Linked DNA regions of Gossypium hirsutum: regions 1 and 2 are each linked to region 3. Evidence: chromatin contacts called from public Hi-C data. All regions are on one chromosome and are shown on one strand. The core of a region is the stretch at or near the end of the contact, and the rest is flanking DNA. Distances in the headings are between cores, read along the strand shown.

The links. A called contact is a pair of places that touch in the nucleus more often than the background predicts.
Region 1: a Hi-C map of callus shows a contact between it and region 3, with 7 times the contacts expected there. The contact joins the promoter of LOC107897523 here to the enhancer-like site in region 3. A contact is called at or near these places in 2 of 34 Hi-C or Micro-C datasets (callus and leaf).
Region 2: a Hi-C map of leaf shows a contact between it and region 3, with 2.1 times the contacts expected there. The contact joins the promoter of LOC107900635 here to the enhancer-like site in region 3. A contact is called at or near these places in 2 of 34 Hi-C or Micro-C datasets (both in leaf).

Annotation. Positions count from the first base shown.
Region 1 is chrA10:18,931,939-18,935,466 of Gossypium_hirsutum_v2.1, forward strand. It overlaps LOC107897523 (calcium uniporter protein 2, mitochondrial), which reads right to left and starts at 1,491. Exons shown (of 2, transcript XM_016823006.2): 1 at 474-1,491. The coding sequence starts at 1,046.
Region 2 is chrA10:19,093,274-19,097,035 of Gossypium_hirsutum_v2.1, forward strand. LOC107900635 reads right to left here and starts at 2,021. Exons shown (of 2, transcript XM_041078948.1): 1 at 1,551-2,021; 2 at 1-187. The coding sequence starts at 1,660.
Region 3 is chrA10:19,620,599-19,624,456 of Gossypium_hirsutum_v2.1, forward strand. No RefSeq gene overlaps it. Among protein-coding and RNA genes, the nearest start is that of LOC107897621, 3.8 kb to the left of the region's middle. Within about 2 kb of position 1,968, at least 9 of the 9 cell types and tissues checked have an H3K27ac peak or open chromatin away from gene starts, as enhancers often do. A contact at or near this core is called in leaf, where this site is marked.

The DNA.
Region 1 (3,528 bases), core at 241-2,740, 690 kb before region 3:
TTAAAATTAAATAAAATTGATAAACACATTTTATCGCATTTGAAAATAAATCTTCTTATATTAACACCTATAAATTAAAACTCAACATAGTAAACCTTATGCATAATTTACTCTTTCACTAATTATTTTTAATAAATAATGGTATGGATACAGGCAGTGGGTGAGAAACATCTCTATCCCAGGAACCCAGGGTCCACTAGAAGTGTTGAAAACTGAAAATTGTGCTCTATATTGGGTAAAAATCCGGTCCAGAAATACAAAAGACAAAACACATGCACACGCACACAAAACAGTATCAGTTCTCGACAGCTGCTCCTCAAGCAAAAAAATCTATGAAATTGAAATTCGGAAACTATCATTTTCTCCCCCTCCCCCCCCCCCCCGGGCAATTGTAATGGTATAATCTTTAAGCAAAATCACAAATAAAATGGAATATAAAGAGATAATTAATTGCGAAAAAGTTGTACAGCTACCTGTTCGGGTCGCAAAAAGACGAGGTTTCCTAAGACGATGACGCCCCCTGACTCGTCAAGTAATTTGGCGGACTCCAATCCTAGTTTCGGATCCGAAAAACATTCTTCACAAATCCGAATGAAGTTTGAATAGGGAATCCAGTTTTTCCCGGTCTCTCTCAGCCTCGTTTTCATCACCTCCAACAGCGCCACCCTTAGCAACTTCTCCGCTTCCTGATCCGACAGTGCCGCCACCTCATGCACCGTCGTTTTCTCCTCCAAATGCGGGCTCAACCCCTCCAGTCGGATCCGGTCTTTTGACGTGCCAATTCCCCTTAACGTCTCCATTAAATTCTCTCTCATCGGTAGCTTCCTCATTGCCGGTGAAAGCATAGCTCCTTCATGAAGAAACCGACGGCACATTCCATTGCTGTTAACGTTAGCTTTAAAGTCTCCTTGATCCGGCACCATGTTGGTTACATTTTGCAGAACTCGATTGTGAGCCGTTGACGAAGAAGTGCGGCATCTAGTAAGAGCTTGTGAAGACATTTTCGAAATATTAAAAAGCTTCTCCACCAAGGTTTTCTTGAACATGATGAAATTAAAATAAAATAAAATAAAATAAAATAATAAATAAACCTTTTTCTTTTTTCAGAGTGGAGAAGATTTAAAACCTTTGCCCGTTTGGCACAATGAAACGGAGAGTTGGCCATTTTATAGTGTCCAACAATGGAAGAATATGAACAAAAAAGATGAGAAGAAAAATAGGTAAATGAAGATGGGAAATATCGAAGAGAGCGACTTAATCACCCTACACGTGGATGGCTAAGCTTGAACTTCCGAACGCCGTCGTATCATATGAAAAATTTAGCGTTGGCGCCTCTGACTTGCATAAAGCCGGTATAAAATATTGATCTATATGGTTGTAGGTGAGGGACTCATGGTAAATAGAACAGGGTGGCTTACATAGGAAATTTTCTGTGTTTTTGACAGGGCAGCTAACAGCCAAACACAGAAGTGAAACTGAAGACTGTTATGTTTTCACGCAAATGCCACATATGATTTAAAAATATAATAGGAAACAGTTTTAAATTAATGATTGACTGCTTCTTTTAAATAATTACTTCCAATATTGTTAATTAAAGTCACTGTTGTACTCATAAAGAGATTTTTAGATAAGGTTTTTTTAATGGAAAAATTAAACACTGAAATGGTATGTTAATATTGTTATTTATTAAAATAGGATGTTTGAAATAATTTTAATGGGTGAGAGGAGAGAGATGGACGACACTCATGTTTTTTTAACACAATAAATGAAATATCATTATAAAATAATGTATTTTATTTTAAAAGATAATTTTTTAAGGGTGAAGGGAGAGAGATAAGCAACATCAATATAAAAAAAATATCTTTTATGAGTGGAGGGAGAGAGATGGGCTACACTAGTATTTTTTGGTGCAAAAATACGATCTAAATGGTAGAGGGTAAATTTTGTATCGTTTTTGTTACAAGCCAATTTTGACCCACTATACCCATTACAATTAAACCTAACTACCCATTCAGCCCAATATTTAAACCCCATTTACAATCAGACCCACCACTCAAACCTTAACCTATCAAACCCACAACAACCTAATTACTAAACCCCAAATACCCATCTAAACCGAGAGGCCCAATCATAAACCCAAATACATTACAACAAAACCCAAACCCACTACCCAAACCTACCCTCAGCCCAACACTAACCCATACCCACTAAACTAACCCAACAGAAGCCCAAACCCCTTACAACCCAATACCCATTGAAACCCTAGCCACCTACCCCCATCGACAAAGTCACCTCAGCGCCGCAACACCCATGCCGTCTGCCACATCCGCCACCTGCTCCACCTGCAAGACAAGAAAGACACGCAACAGCAACAAAAAGAAAGCAGACAGTGTGACAAAAGAGGCTATAAAGCCGAATGAAAACGTTTGTAACGGGGTTCTTTTTTTTCGAATATTCAAGAAAAACCAAACAATACAAACACAAATCTATATTGAGAAGCAATCTAACAACAGAAAGGTGATTTCTTTGTTCTTTTTCCTCTTTATTTCTATTATCCTTAAATAAATAAATAAAAGATATCGAACCTTACCTCGTTTGGGGCGATCAGAGAGTAGAACCGAAAGGTTTTCTCCTGATTTCAGTTGGCTTTGTTGAGGTTTTTGAACATTTTAACTACAGATCTAAGGTAAGGGGAACCAAAGGGTAAAAAAGGGCCGATTTTGCGATTCCGGCCGCCGTATATGGTGGTCGCCGGCAACGGACGGACGGTGGTCCGATAGCCGGAAATCATCCATGCCAGAGCACTAAACCCTTTCCCTTTTTTTTTTTTAAAAAACAAAGCTGAAATGAAATTTTAGAAAAATTTTGACTTTTATACTATTTATAGAACGGTGCCGTTTTGGCATTAAACCCCAGGACATAAAACGACGCCGTTTCGCCCTGGGTCAGACCGACCCGACCCATACCCGCCTACGATCGCGTGTTTTTGTTCTTAGGGGCTATTTGCGCAATCGGTTCTTCCACATTTTTGGTGTTTTAAATCAGGTTTATATTTATTTATAAATTGGCCCCGAAGTTTGTTATGATTCTCGAATTGATCCTCCCTGATGCGCATTGTTTTAAGGGTTTTGGAAAATTGCTCTTTTGGTCCCCCATAGTTTTATGCGCGTTCTAATAGATCCTTTCCCCTTTATATTTTTTTAAAATTCGCCCCAAAGCTTTGATTTTAATCCAATTTCAGTCCTTTTTCATTTATTTTTCGTATTTACCTTGAATTTCATATTATTTTTCTATTTAATTCAGCTTTAAATATTAATCATGTTATATATATAATATTGTTATCACTATTATTTTTATATATTGTTACTATTATATTATATTTAGCTACATATATATGTTTTCTTTATGTTTCGTTTCTTACTATTATATGCATATATATTTATTATTAATATTGTTAGCATTAGCATTTTCACTTAATGTGTATATAGATATACATGTACGTATTAATAGTTTTTTATCATATGTGTA
Region 2 (3,762 bases), core at 771-3,270, 530 kb before region 3:
TAGAAACTTTCTCTCTCTCTTCTTGACCACAGCCTGCCTACAACCTCTCAAGCGTATGGGAAGGAAAATACCAAGGCATATTGGGATACATGAAAGCCAGTAGTTACTAAAATAAAGGGACAAGTAGGATAGTATGACTAACACACTAAATGTGAAGGCCCAAAAAGTAGCCACAGCTACATCAGCCCTGCATGAAGTGAACAGAATCTTGTCAAGAACATGTAGAAGTTTAATTTACAACCAAAGCATGCCAGAGAAATGCTAGAAGGAGACATAATATGTTACAAAGTTCACATAAGGAAATTTTCTGTGAATAAAATGAACAAGTATTTTTTATAGGGACGAGTAGAATGAATATTTCTCAGAGTATAGGCCACAATGCTTTTATATCTATGACGAAACCTGAGAATGGGAAAGATTAAGAATGAATTGTATGTTTTGGCACATTGAAAGATGGATCAGTAGCCTAATACTGAAAAACACTATAGAAATCATCAAGAAAGATCTGTGTTTCAACAGAAATCTAAGTCTTAGCCATCTCAATTATGAACCTCTGCTTCGACAGTCATCAAACTAATTGTTTCCCTACATCTAGAATTAACAAATCGCTATAGTCATTCCTTATCAAGATATATCTCTTATCAATGAATACAAACTCTTATTACCAGCCAAAAAACCAATATGCTTAACAAAGATAACAATCTTCCATCTCCAACACTAGAACTATCATTGACCTTACTATTTTGACTCTGATTCAGAAGCTAAAAACACGATAACAAGAAATGACCCAATACTCTTTGAGTCTTCAATATGGAATCCATCAACGGAAAGTGACAAACCAATGATTCTTTAACAAAGTTAAAAGCTTGAAGAAAATATATGCATTGATCATCTTACTACTTCACAAAACAGTAACTCTGGATAGTTTATTTCAGTATTTGAGGAAATTCTTAGTCAACCTAACTTGACAAGCCTAAATTCCCAAAGTTAAATCTCTCCCAAAAACATCAAGGTATTTAACTTAAAAGTCGTTCTTTGGTCACTTTACGACTTAACCATTACAATTTCAGCGGTGGCTAAAATATGATCTTACTTCCACCAGTTCAGTACATCCACTTCAAATACCATTCTTGAAATAAAACCGTAAACTTTGAACAGGATTCAATAGTCTGGTTCAAGCTAAAAGCGAGAACAATGCATTTGAAGAACATCTTAATCCTATCCAATTTATCATCTCTTCAACTTAATATTAGCCACTAACCAGTAAAATGATCATGGAAGTTGGAACAATACCAAATTCCTAATATTAAAAATTCAATTATTCTCGAACATTACAGAAAAGGCAAATAGTTTTCATCAAATTAATCTTCTTATCAAGACAAAAATAAGAAAAAAAAATCAATCATACTGATTGCAAATCAATCAAACAAGCAATCATGTAAAAATCATACAATAAAAAATGCAAAATTGACACGTTAAAATATACTTTTTTCTAAAAACAAAGTAAATAAACAAACAACAATGAAAAAGAAGATAAAAAGCAAACGTACCGGGAAGCGATATGGGGTTTGGGAGAGAAAAAGATAAGACGAGGGTACGTGTTTTGAGATCGGATCTGGTAATCTCTGAGTTGCTCTACGAGTTTAGACCGAGTTATCATGTCGCAAAACTGGATGTCTTTCTACTCCGATCTCTCTTTGGGCTCTCTGCTAATGAATTTAGGACAGTAAAAGCTCGAATTGTGTTGATTTTTGGCGGAATTTGAATTGGAAGAGTTTAGTTGCGATCGGAGTGTATGATTAAATGAATCAAACGCAGGAAGCAAGTAGTGAACTTTTAGGTTGGCTTTTGTTTACAGTGAATTTTGGCTCATTTCGGGTGCGGAAGAGTAACTGATTTTTCACTGATTCGGGTTCGAGAGGATCCGCACCTCCTGATTCCGACTACAATACATCCACAATGGAGCCACCGGGTGCCCAAACTGATTGGTCTTTTTCAACTCGGTCGTTTTTGCATTACTACTAGCCCTTTCCATATTTATAAATATAATTTTGTTATGAATTATGATTTTGGAAAAATATTATTTGCTTTTTCTTTTACATGTATTTATTAGGAATTGAACTCGCACCACAACTAGTTTACATCAAAAAATTTATGAATATTATTATCGTCAGAAAAGAAAAGAAAAAAAAATCAAATCTATGACATTCAATGACTTTAATATCTTTAGTAATTCGACCACCATGAGAATTTTATAATTTATGCGTCAAAAGTTTTATAAAAATCTGTTTATCTATATGATATCAAATTTATATACAGAGATTTGCAACAAGTTCTTTTATAAATATATATATATTTTTGGTCGATTGATTTATTTTATTTTTATCTTTTCAAGGAAGGTGAAAAACTAATCTTAGTATGAATTTTGATTTTTGATCTTAAATTTATTCAGCATTTGTAAAATCCCTAACCTGTCTCCGTCACCTGATTAGTGTTATAGAGTATTACCAAAAAATTGAAAAACATTTAGCATCATATTATTAAATAAATTAATCTTAATTAAAAATCAATCAATCATATGCATTTTGTCCCTTAATCGAGCCTTCAAGGCCCTAAAAATAGCTTAGAAGCAATTCAGGACTAATTTGAAACAAAACAAAAAATTTGAGAAAAAGTTAAAAATTTTGAAAACAGGGGTCACACATCCTTGTAAAAATTGAATAAAGGGACACACGGTCATGTCCCAGCCCGTATCTCTACCTGTGTAACTCACTGAGTTGAGTCACATGGCCGTATCACAGGCCGTGTGTCAGACCGTGTAACTCTCTAACTTGCAACACACGGCCATGTCGCAGGTCGTGTGTTAGGCCATATGTAACACCCCTAACCCATATCCACCGTCGAAACAGGGTTTCGAAGCATTACTAGAATTTGTAGATCACTTAAAAAAATTTTAATTAAATACTTACCGATTCAATGCATCATATAAATAAATATATTACCATTCAATCAATAGCTTGGCACTTGTCTAAGCATCAAACAACAACATTGTTAGTATACTAGTACATATATCATATAAATTCAACATTGATATACTTATTTTCTCGACATGTCACACTTGAGTTTAATAATTGTCTTTACTTACATAATTTCCTTGTATCAACATATCAAAGATAATCATATATATACATGTCATAAAACATATCATTCTCTTACCGTTTCTTCATAAGTATATATCATTCATTTTATTATATCAATATTTCATGCTCCATCATTTCCATATATTTTATGTATATTTATTCCGGTAATAGTTTATATCAAACTTAACATAAATTATATTCCATGTACTTATACTTATTTCGTTTATCTATCTTCATAATTATTTCATACAACTATTTTGTACATATATTTCCACATGATCAGTTCTTGTAAACATTTCATACAACCATTTCATATAATCATTCGTCATCTGATACATATTATCTGAATATCAATTGTTCAACAGATGTCATATCATCTCCCATCCATGGTCTTATTTATCTTTGACATGATGCCATAGTGTCTTTCAACTATAGTCTTACTCATTTCATGTCATGTTGCCATGGTATCTTTCAACCATGGTCTTATTCATTTCATGTCACGTTGCCATGGTATCTTTCAACCATGGTCTTTTTCATTTCCCATCATGTTGCCATGGTATCTTTCAACCATGGTCTTTTTCATTTCATGTCACGTTGCCATGGTATCTTTCAACCATGGTCT
Region 3 (3,858 bases), core at 718-3,217:
GAAAAATGATTTCTTTGAAATGAGAGATATCTCTGGTTAGAAAAATAATGTGACAAATATTGAATCTCGATATTTATGTTGACATTAAAGTTTGAGAATCGATCCAGATTGAAAGCATCTATTTTTTTACATTCTAAATTTTAAGCGTTGTTGGATTTGTTATGTTTAATTTAATATCTCACATTTATCAAACTATTTAATTTTATATAAGTTTAAGTGGTGTTTAATCTCTTTTGTAAATGCCTTGAACATTGAGCGATGTTAAATCACTTTTTTCGTTCGAGGAAAGAACAAATTCATTAGAAAGGGTACAAAGGTCCAAAAGTCTAGCAAAACAAGGGCTAAAATGGGGAGAAAATACAAGAACTCCGGTCCCGATAAAACTGTCATACTCTTGACTTTCAAATCTGCTACCGAAGGGAAACCAAGACCAAAAGAGAGTCTAAAAGGATCGCGGACACTGAGGAGCATGTCGGTGTACATAATAATTAAATCATTTTTGATAAAGGTCTTTAGTAGTTTTACTTATCTACATGGTAATTACATTGGACAAATTTCTTTGATGGAAGGAAGTTTATAAATAAGCCCCTAATTCAGGTGATTAAAGAATAGACATTGTTTTCCATCATGAGAGATTGATAATTTCACAACGTAGTTTGTATTTCAACATTGGCTATGACTAGAGGTTAGTACCTTTATTAGTTTATTATGCTTTCGCATCAATACAATAATTTCTATTCATTGAGGAACTATTTTTGTGAGAAAATACAAACTTTATTAGTTTGTGTTTCAAAATTGATATATGTTTTGAGGCTTGTCTAGGTTAATGTATGAGAGCTTATTGAGAGCACTTGAATCTATTCATCGAGGATCTGTTTTTATGAGAGAGTGCAAACTATATTGTAAACATTGAAGTGTTTACTGCCCAAGTTCTCAGAGGGAGGATTTAGAGGTGAGCATTCTAGTCTTTAGGTACAAATGTGAGATCTCTATACTTGGGGAGTAATAAAGTGTGAATCAGTTATTGTATTTGATTGAGCCAAGGCATACATACGCCGAGTAGAGAAAATTGCAAATAAATAAACATGAAGTACAATGTTCTGCAAGTGTGACAAGTCAGGTGTAATAAGTGTACAATACGATACTTAGAGTATTCCAAGGATCAAACCTAAAGAAGATTGAGTGATATGATGGATTAATAAAGATAAAAGCATGTGATTAAGGAGGCTAACTAGCTAATGGCTAGAATAAATTATACAAAAAACGATAAAAAAATTGAATTAAACTAAAATATAATTTAAAGGACTAAAGCGAAAAAATACTAAAGTCAGAATAATTATCGAAGAAAATATAGCAGTTGATTAATATCTTCAATAATTAATTCTCAAGTTAGGGTTCTAAATTAGTCAATTTTAATTGGTTCAATTTACCTAATTAGATGATATAGTCTTATTTATCTCTCAATCTTACTAAGCTAGATAGGGATAGTCGAATTCATGCTCAATAAGATATCCTCTCGGTCTCACTTATCTAATTGTTCCCCTAGATTCATCAATTCTAGGTTTCTAAGTTTATTCGATTTAGTCCATATTCTTACAATTTAGTTTCTAAACCTTATATTAAATAATTGACATTTCAATTAATCAACTACAATAGGAATTAGTTCATACCCATTGTAAGTACCCAAATCTGCCCGAGCCCAACAACCAAAAATCAATCCCGAAACAAAACAAAAATATTAAAATCCAAATCAAAAGGCCATCAGTCCAAATATTACAAAACAGCCCAAAACAATTACAATGGCCCAATACCCAAAAAACCCAATTCTAAGCCCAAACAAACCCATAACCCAATACCCAAATAAAACAAATCGGGCCCAAGCGGCCCAAGACCAGATTATCCACAGAAACCCTAGGGTTTCCACCTTAGCGCCGTAGCCTCTAGCCTCCGTACGCTCCCATGCACGACCTCCGTACTCCCCAGCGCCGCTCGTGCCTCTACGTCCTCCCCCATCTGCATGAAGACAAAAACAGCACAGCACAACAGCAAAAAAGAAAAAAGGAGACAAGAAAATATTGTATTTTTCTTTATTTTTCTCATTCGGCTATAAAGCCATCTTCTTTTTCAATTGTATGGGACGCACACTAAAATATACATATTGAATACAACAAAATCGAATTAAAATTATTGGAAAGGTTATTCTCGATCCTTTTTTTTATGTGTGTTTCTTTCTTTTGATTTTGCATGTGGCTCGAATATAAGAAAATAAAAGAACGTTTATCGTCGTAAATAGGCCATCGAAATTCTTGTCTCCTTCACCGAAATCGAAGTTTGGGATGAGATTTCTAAGGGCTGAAATTGATAGGTCTTGAGTTAAGACTCTAATCGAAGTGCGCGCATGTTGATCTCCATCGAATCGTAGTGGTGGCAATTGATTTGCTCAAGTTTTGGGATTAGCCGAATGGTGGTAATGGCTTTTAGGGTTCTTTTTACTCTGATTTCTTTAGAAAGGGAAAGAAATGGTGGCTGTGTTTCACTAGGGTTTTGTTTTTGCCTTTTAAAGGGTATAAAGCGACGACGTTTTAAGCCAATCTCAATGGCTACAAAACGGCACCGTTTCAAGAGCCATAACCCGATCACCCGACCCGTGCCTGGATAGGATCCGCGCTTTGGTCTTTGAGGGTTATTTGCGCGTTAGGTCCCTCTATTTCTCGTTGGTGTCTGATTGGGCCCTCTGTGCATCTTCTTTGTTTTTTTAATTTTTTCTAGAGATTTGCGCGTTATCGCAATTTAATCCGCGCCTAAACGCAGTGTTTTGGGATCTGGTATATTGCCAGTTTTGATCCCCGCACGTTTGCGTGCATTGCGCTTTAGTTCTTCTTTTAATTTTAGTAGTTTATTTTATTTATCAAGTATCCTTTTTAGTTTAATTTTATTTTAATTGAGTCCTTTTGATTTGTATAATTTATTATTATTTTTATTTATTAACTTAATACCTTTTTTTTTACATGTATATACATACTTTTTTTGAGTCATCATGGTAATTTTACCCCCTTTTTTTCATATAAAATCTTTATTTTAAAGTTTCTTTATCATATTGTTTTAAATTTTTTTTGTATAATACCTCATTTAAATATTCATATATATATTATTATGCATATATAATTCATGAAAAAATTAGTTTTTATTCTATATATTATTAATTCTATGTTACTTTACATACATAATTCCTTTTAAACCCAATATGTATATAACTCATATCTCAAGAATATATCTTATTATATATATATTTTTAGAACCTTTCATATTTTACATATTATTTAAATTATCTTCTACCATATGTACATTGTCAATCTTAAATAGATGTATCATTTAAAAAAAAATATTTGGATATGTTGTTGATTCAAATTTCTTCCTTTATAATATCTTTTTAGTAATCCTTTATATATTATTAGTTTTATTTTATACATGTCAATTATTTCAAACCCTAGCATGAATAAATCATTTTTAAAATTTTTATTATTAATGGTTTTTGAATTGTTGCACATTATATTGACTCCTAGTATCCGTATTGTTTTGTATATTATGTATTGTTTTTTAGTTTTCATTTCATTTCACACATGACTGCTGTATTGTTTACTCTTCATTTGTATTATCATTTTAATTTTTATTCATCTATATTTGAAAATTTGTTGCATTTCCTTCTAATATGTTCTTTGGTGAATTATATTTTAGTTTCTTATTAATGTTTTAAAAAAGATATGAACTCATTGCCATGATGTGTTTATTAATTTATTTTTTATGTTTATACTATTATTCTTCGCCAAGTATAGTACTTTATTTGTGCATATTGCCCCA